2 separate regions of the Zea mays genome follow, and region 2 is linked to region 1. A link is a contact called in public Hi-C data. All regions are on one chromosome and are shown on one strand. The core of a region is the stretch at or near the end of the contact, and the rest is flanking DNA. Distances in the headings are between cores, read along the strand shown. Region 1 holds the start of LOC541932. Region 2 holds the start of LOC103650866 (proline transporter 1).

Region 1 (3,233 bases), core at 560-3,059:
TCCATATATTTGGCGATGCTCTCCAAACAGCTTCTCCTATGGCAACATTCACCTAAGACTTACGGCTATCCATATATTTGGCGGTGCTCTGCAAACAATCCATATATTTGGCGATGCTCTCCAAACAGCTTCTCCTATGGCAACATTCACCTAAGACTTACGGCTATCCATATATTTGGCGGTGCTCTGCAAACAATCCATATATTTGGCGATGCTCTCCAAACAGCTTCTCCTATGGCAACATTCACCTAAGACTCTAGCAGACTCTATTTCACTCCTTATTTTAAATTTCACTGTTTATAATCGTCTACAATACAAAACATTGTTTGGTATGTTCATATGCACGGTCCGGAGTCAGCCTAATAGCAACTCTTGTGATGTAATGTAAGAACGCAATCGTTAGAGCATTTGTACATGCAAAGCGATGGGCCCGAACTATAGATGTATAATTGTCCCGAAGCCTGGTCCAAAGCACGATTTTTTGGCTTGGAATTAGCCCGACCGAGCCTAAATAAGCGGGCCAAGAACGAACAATGATCTAAGCCCGACGGGCTGGTCCGGACCGGCTCATTTAGTGTCTGTCCCGTTTTTTTACACTAAACCCTGCTTTTGCACCAGTTCCGCCGGTGGAATGTCTTGAAGACCGAAAGTCCGGGCCTTTTAGTGTTTCTTTGCTTTTGCGCCAGTTCGAGACTCCATCCAGTACTGCCGGCGGAATGCTGAGGTGAGCCGGCTCGTCGTCGGTGCAAGTTGAGGTCCAAGCGCCGCCATCGCACTGCGAGGGATGTTGAGTGACGCCGCCTCTCAGTTCAAGCGCGAAATGAGGATGAGAAGAGAGAGGCGCCCACATGCAGGGCCGGTCCTAGCATTTTAGGGGCCTTAGGCGAAAACTAATTTAGAGGCCCCTATTATCTCTCTATATTATATATCTAATATGTATTTATATATAAAGTTTTTTAAAACATGATTGTTGGTCATAAATAGTTTTTCAATAATTCTAGTTTTCAAAAAAAATTACGGCTAAGATTCGATAGGCAATAGAGACATTAGGATAACAATTCACCTCTAAGATATTCTTGAAAATTCATGTAGCAGACAATACTCCATTCAAAAATCTCTTATCTTGGTGCCGAAATAAATAAGAGTTTGGGATAAAAATTTTGACTTTAAAATCCCATATAGAATATATCAATGAACAATCATTAGTTCATGAGATTGAAAAATACACACATATAACATATAATATAAGAATTAGTACACTATACGCTACGACTATAGTCATCTATCGAACACGCACTCAGGGTGTCACCACGTCGTGTTAGGAGTCTGCGATGATTTGTTTTCTCTATGACTGCAATAGACTCATCGATTTGTTTCTTAAATTTCCAACCAGCTACATCTAGCGAACAGACTATTGAATAATGTTTGATCAAGACCAATTACTAAATATTCATAACACACATTATATACTTATATTTAATACATATTTAAGGGGCCCGTAACTTCGGGGGCCTGAGCGGCCGCCAACTCTGCCCACCCCAAGGGCCGCCCTGCCCACAGGTAAAGAGCGAGGTGTTTTTTTTGTCAGGGGCAAAAGTGTCCAATGAAAAACTGACATCAAAATTAAATAGTTTTATGTTTTAAATAATCCTTTAAATAGCATTTTGTCTGTAAGCAGCATGTTTACATAATGATATTTGAGCGAATTCTAAGTCGGAAGAAATCCAAATTTGTCACGAATCTGATGGTATATGTATTCCCTGTTAATCCAAATTTCTCACGAATCAGATGGTATCCGTATTCCCTGTTGTTCCCTCTCCGAATTCGACCCCGCCGCTAAACCCCGCACCGGTTGCCGAGGCGTCTCCCGCTCCAGCTCCGACTCTCACGCGACTAGGGTTCTGTGCGTCCACTTCCCCGTCGGCGCAATGGAGGTCGGGGGTAACCACTTGCACTTCGTCCCTCTTTTTCCATCGCTACTATCTTTGTCTGCTCAGTGCGGTTTGCGGCTCGGTTTCTCAACCACTGCTCCCCTCTGGTGAGTGCGGGAGGGACCGATCGATTGTTATCGCGTGTTACGCGTTCCAGGTGGTTTTTCGTTTCTAGACGCCTCCGTGTCCCGTGTACCGTTAGTAGTCTCCGATTGTTTTTGTTCTGTGATACCAGGTCCCGATGCCAATTTATATATGCTTTATGCTACTTTTGGAATTCAACTGAGGTCGTCGCGATGGAGTTAGATTCAGCTCGTTGGGTTGGCAGTAGGCATCTATCATACAAGTACTGTCCTTTTTTAATTGCAAGCGAGAACCGTAGATATAATTGTGATTTGTTAGTTTTTTTAATAAATTTACGTGAGCTGGTGGTGGAAGTGGTTAAGTGTTAAACTTGACATACGGTTGGATCAGAAGGCTCGTTCGCATGCTTGCACATAAGATATGATTGTACAGTAGTCGTTGCCACACTCATGTTGAAAAGTAGTGTGTTGTGTTTGGATGTCACTTTCTACATTTGTTCCAAGAATTTCGGTCTAGGATATTTACGAGTCTGTTGTCTCCTTTGGCAGTTGTCATGGAAGTTCTATTTTTGCCCTCTCGAGAATGATTATATTCTGTGGATACATGTATGTACATTTATGGTACGCCAACGTGGGTACTGCTAAGGCTATATAATGACTTGGTTGGATATGTCACATGTTACTTAGTCACTATATTCATACTTGGCTAATCTGTTTGGTATGTGTGACATCTATGGTCAGATTTCTGTGGTTGTCCACCAGTATGGTGCATTTTGTTATGCCTCTTTGTTGATGTAAAACTACCATAAGCTGTATTTGTGGCATAACTGACCTATTTACAATTGTATTTTTTGATTTGGTAGAAAGTGCATCAAGTGGTTTTTTTTTCGTTTTTTTTTGTTTCTTCGCTTGCAATACTAAGTTACCGAATTGATTTTTATAATCATACAGGTCAAGAAGTGAAGCCAGGAGCCACGGTTTCTTGCAAAGTTGGTGATGGCTTGGTTATCCACCTTTCACAGGTTTATGCACTTTACCCTGATATATATATATATATATATATATATATATATATATATATATATATATATATATATATATATATATATATATATATATATATATGGGAAATTTGGATCCATACCATTAAAAGATCACCACTTTAGATCCATACCATTACTATCTCACTTACATGTGGGTCCACATGAGTCAATGACAT
Region 2 (3,092 bases), core at 23-2,522, 180 kb after region 1:
TCTGATCAAGATAGCCAGCAGAGCGACGTCGTAAGCTAACGTCAGCGCCGCCGACGTGGCGAGCCAGTTCCTCATGGCAGAAATCGTCGGCACGAAGTAGGCGAAGGCGAAGTAAACGATTCCCGTGGCCGTGATGAACCACTGCAGCCTGGCTGGGGTGTGGGTAAACTCCGTGTTGATTGCCTGGTTAATAATAACAATAACCACGAGTACGTATTACTAATTTACTGCTATATATATACTACTAGGAGTCTCCACCACTGGTCAGATACAGTTTTTTGTTTACCTTGAGCGCTCTTGCTCCTAGCAAAATGAAGCCCATGTTGCACAGAAGTAGAGTTGCGAACTGCAGGAACCAGGTGATGTAGTACATGTTCCTCCCTTGAGAACAAACAAATTAAAGCGTATATATAAAAAAAGAAGACAAACACATACTGTATGAGGTGGCACTCCCTCTTTCCAAATGAAAGGTGTCGTACGTTTTAGTTAGCTAAGCGAAGCTAATGCGTGCTTACCGAATATGAAGCCCATGAGGTCCCTGTAGCGGATGAACCTCTGGCCGTCGACGAAGTGGAGGCCGGCGAGGAGCCAGTTGGCGTACCACGCGGCGGCGCCGACGAGCAGCAGGCAGGCGACGCCCCACGCCCAGCCCAGGGGCACCATCATGAGGTTGGAGAAGCTGAGCACGTAGGCGCAGTTGAAGCCGATCACCAGGAGCAGCCCCACCTGCTGCCACGAGTCTGCGCGCGCATGCATGCAGAGGCGACAACATGACAACCATAGTTGAAGAAAAATCACAACAGCTAGCCTAGCATGCATGTTTCGTTCGCTTCATACATACCTGTGTCCACCGCATGAGCAGTAGCCGGCATGGTGTAGCCGCCGCCGCCGCCGCTGCCCTGCTTGAGCTCCTTGCCTGCAGCTTCAGTGTCCATCGAAGAACCAGCCATTATATTGCTCCTCTCTCTTGCAGCCTTCCTGCGTACGTACGTATATGAGCTAAGCTAGTAACGGCCCAGGCCGGAGGGACATGCCCCCCATCACGCTGCATATATAGGCAGGCAACGCACGAAGAAGCGAAAAGCCACGATTGCCCATTAATTCGTTCACGGGTATAGACTACTATAGAACACCAAGGGTAAAAAAAAAGAGAGAGAAGAAACAAAGGGTCTATTTCCACTGAAAGCTGGCTGTCCAAGATAGAAAAGAAAAGATAAAGCCGATAGGGCAATTCGCCTTTGGTTTCGAAAGTTGAGGCACTAGAGCTCGCTCGCATATACGACATAGCGAAGAGCCAAACAAGGGCTAGTGTAGCGGTTGCGATTTCCTTCTCTTCTCCGGTCGGTCTCGACCCCCACAGCCCCACTGCAGGCAGGCCGGCCGGCGCGTCATCGGATTCAGTGCTATAACGTCGTGCTGCTGTTACGTAGGAGAACGTAGTGTGACTGTGTCGTAGTCCTCGGTTCCAACTTGCTCTCTGTCTCTCCCATCTGCGCGCGTCGGCCATCTCCTTCTTTTCTGTGTCCGTTAGCTGGGTGGCAGAAAAAAATGGTTGCGTGAGATGGCGGATTTTATCAAAATTATTATTTTATTGGTTAATTGGGAATATAGCGATTAAAAAATAGCAATATGTCAGCCTTAATACTATCCGTAGTGGTTCCCTTTAAAATTTTCCCCATATATCACTTTTGGTATCACATCATCAACATTTCATCCCCTACTTTTATCTCCCGCAGCGGTTCCCCCTAAACACTTCCCCTATAGGCTATACCCCACCACAACCATAAAATATCATTTTATATACCTACTTTTTATCCACTATCAACTTTTCATCTACTAACAATTCATCGCGGGCCCACAGCCGCAGTACCAAACAGTGTTAGGGCGCGTGAACAGTGACATGCCAGAACTGGAGGGAGAGAGAAGAACTCCGCTCGCTAGGGGGCTGTGTAGAGGCAAACAATGCGGGCGTAGGGGGTCTCCTGTAGCCGACATGCAAGGGGAGAGGGAGGTAGAGCGGCATGCGCTGCGGAAAGTCTAAACGACCGAGAGTGAACTTAGAGAGCTGACAGATAGCAGGGACTCGTATGACGGACATGGCAGTCGGTGCCGATAGGATCCAGCATCTCATCTAGCATCTCAGTCGGTGCCGATAGGATAGCAGGGACTCGTATGACTCGTATTTTATTGATTTATTTATAGTTTGCTACGCAAAACAATACATATGAGTAAATTTTGGGTAATCTGCTGGGCTCAGTCTACTCGGCAACCTGGCTACCGCTATCCTGAGTCGACTATTGAGCTACTGATAAGCGTGTTGGCCCACCAGCCATTGGGGCTGTTTGGTTCAGCTTTTTTCTGACCAGCTTTTCTGAAAATCTGGCTGTAGGGAGAATCTGGCTGTGTGGAGAATCTGAGTATCATTACGATTACGTGTGGATAAAGATAAAGTTATTCATAGGGTTCAGGATCTAGAAAGTGACGGATTCCTACTATTACAACGACTCAACCGATTATGTGTTTATGTTGATTTTGGATGGTTTTTGCCTCAACGAATTTTATAGAAGCTGGCTGAAAAGCTGAGTGTTTGGTAGTCCGTAGCAGCTTTTGGTGGCCAGAAGCTGCCAGAAGCCGAAACAAACAGACCCATTGACAAGCCAGTCGTCGGTCTACGAGCTAACCACGCTGGTGTATTTCATGTTTAATTTGCTTCTAAGCTGCGGTTATACCCTATGTTTCCTTAACATAGCATGTCTTTAAGTCGACTATTAAGTTACGACACGTTTGATGAGCTGATATTGAAACTCACCATTCTAATAAAGATGAAACCTAAATAAATCTATTGGGACATAACTCTCTTAGCGATGTGTCATAACAGAACCTAGGTATGATATTAAATAAGCAACAACCTGATCGACGCCCTCTTGGCGACACGTCATATTGTATGGTATAAAATGTTGGTGTACAAAAAGACGTCGTGTTCATAAGATAAGTGTTACCGAAATATATTGTTGTGTTGGATTTGTGGACATACAAGAAGGGACTGAGTACAGAATGATGATGTAAGTGATTGGCACGGGGTAGCACCAATT

Evidence for each region. A called contact is a pair of places that touch in the nucleus more often than the background predicts.
Region 2: a contact with region 1 is called in a Hi-C map of leaf, with 8 times the contacts expected there. The contact joins the promoter of LOC103650866 here to the promoter of LOC541932 in region 1. A contact is called at or near these places in 3 of 25 Hi-C or Micro-C datasets (ear, leaf and tassel).

What each region holds. Positions count from the first base shown.
Region 1 is chr3:169,100,888-169,104,120 of Zm-B73-REFERENCE-NAM-5.0, forward strand. LOC541932 reads left to right here and starts at 1,810. Exons shown (of 8, transcript NM_001111595.1): 1 at 1,810-1,941; 2 at 2,966-3,036. The coding sequence starts at 1,929.
Region 2 is chr3:169,282,816-169,285,907 of Zm-B73-REFERENCE-NAM-5.0, forward strand. It overlaps LOC103650866 (proline transporter 1), which reads right to left and starts at 1,273. Exons shown (of 8, transcript XM_008676456.4): 1 at 842-1,273; 2 at 516-740; 3 at 287-381; 4 at 1-183. The coding sequence starts at 950.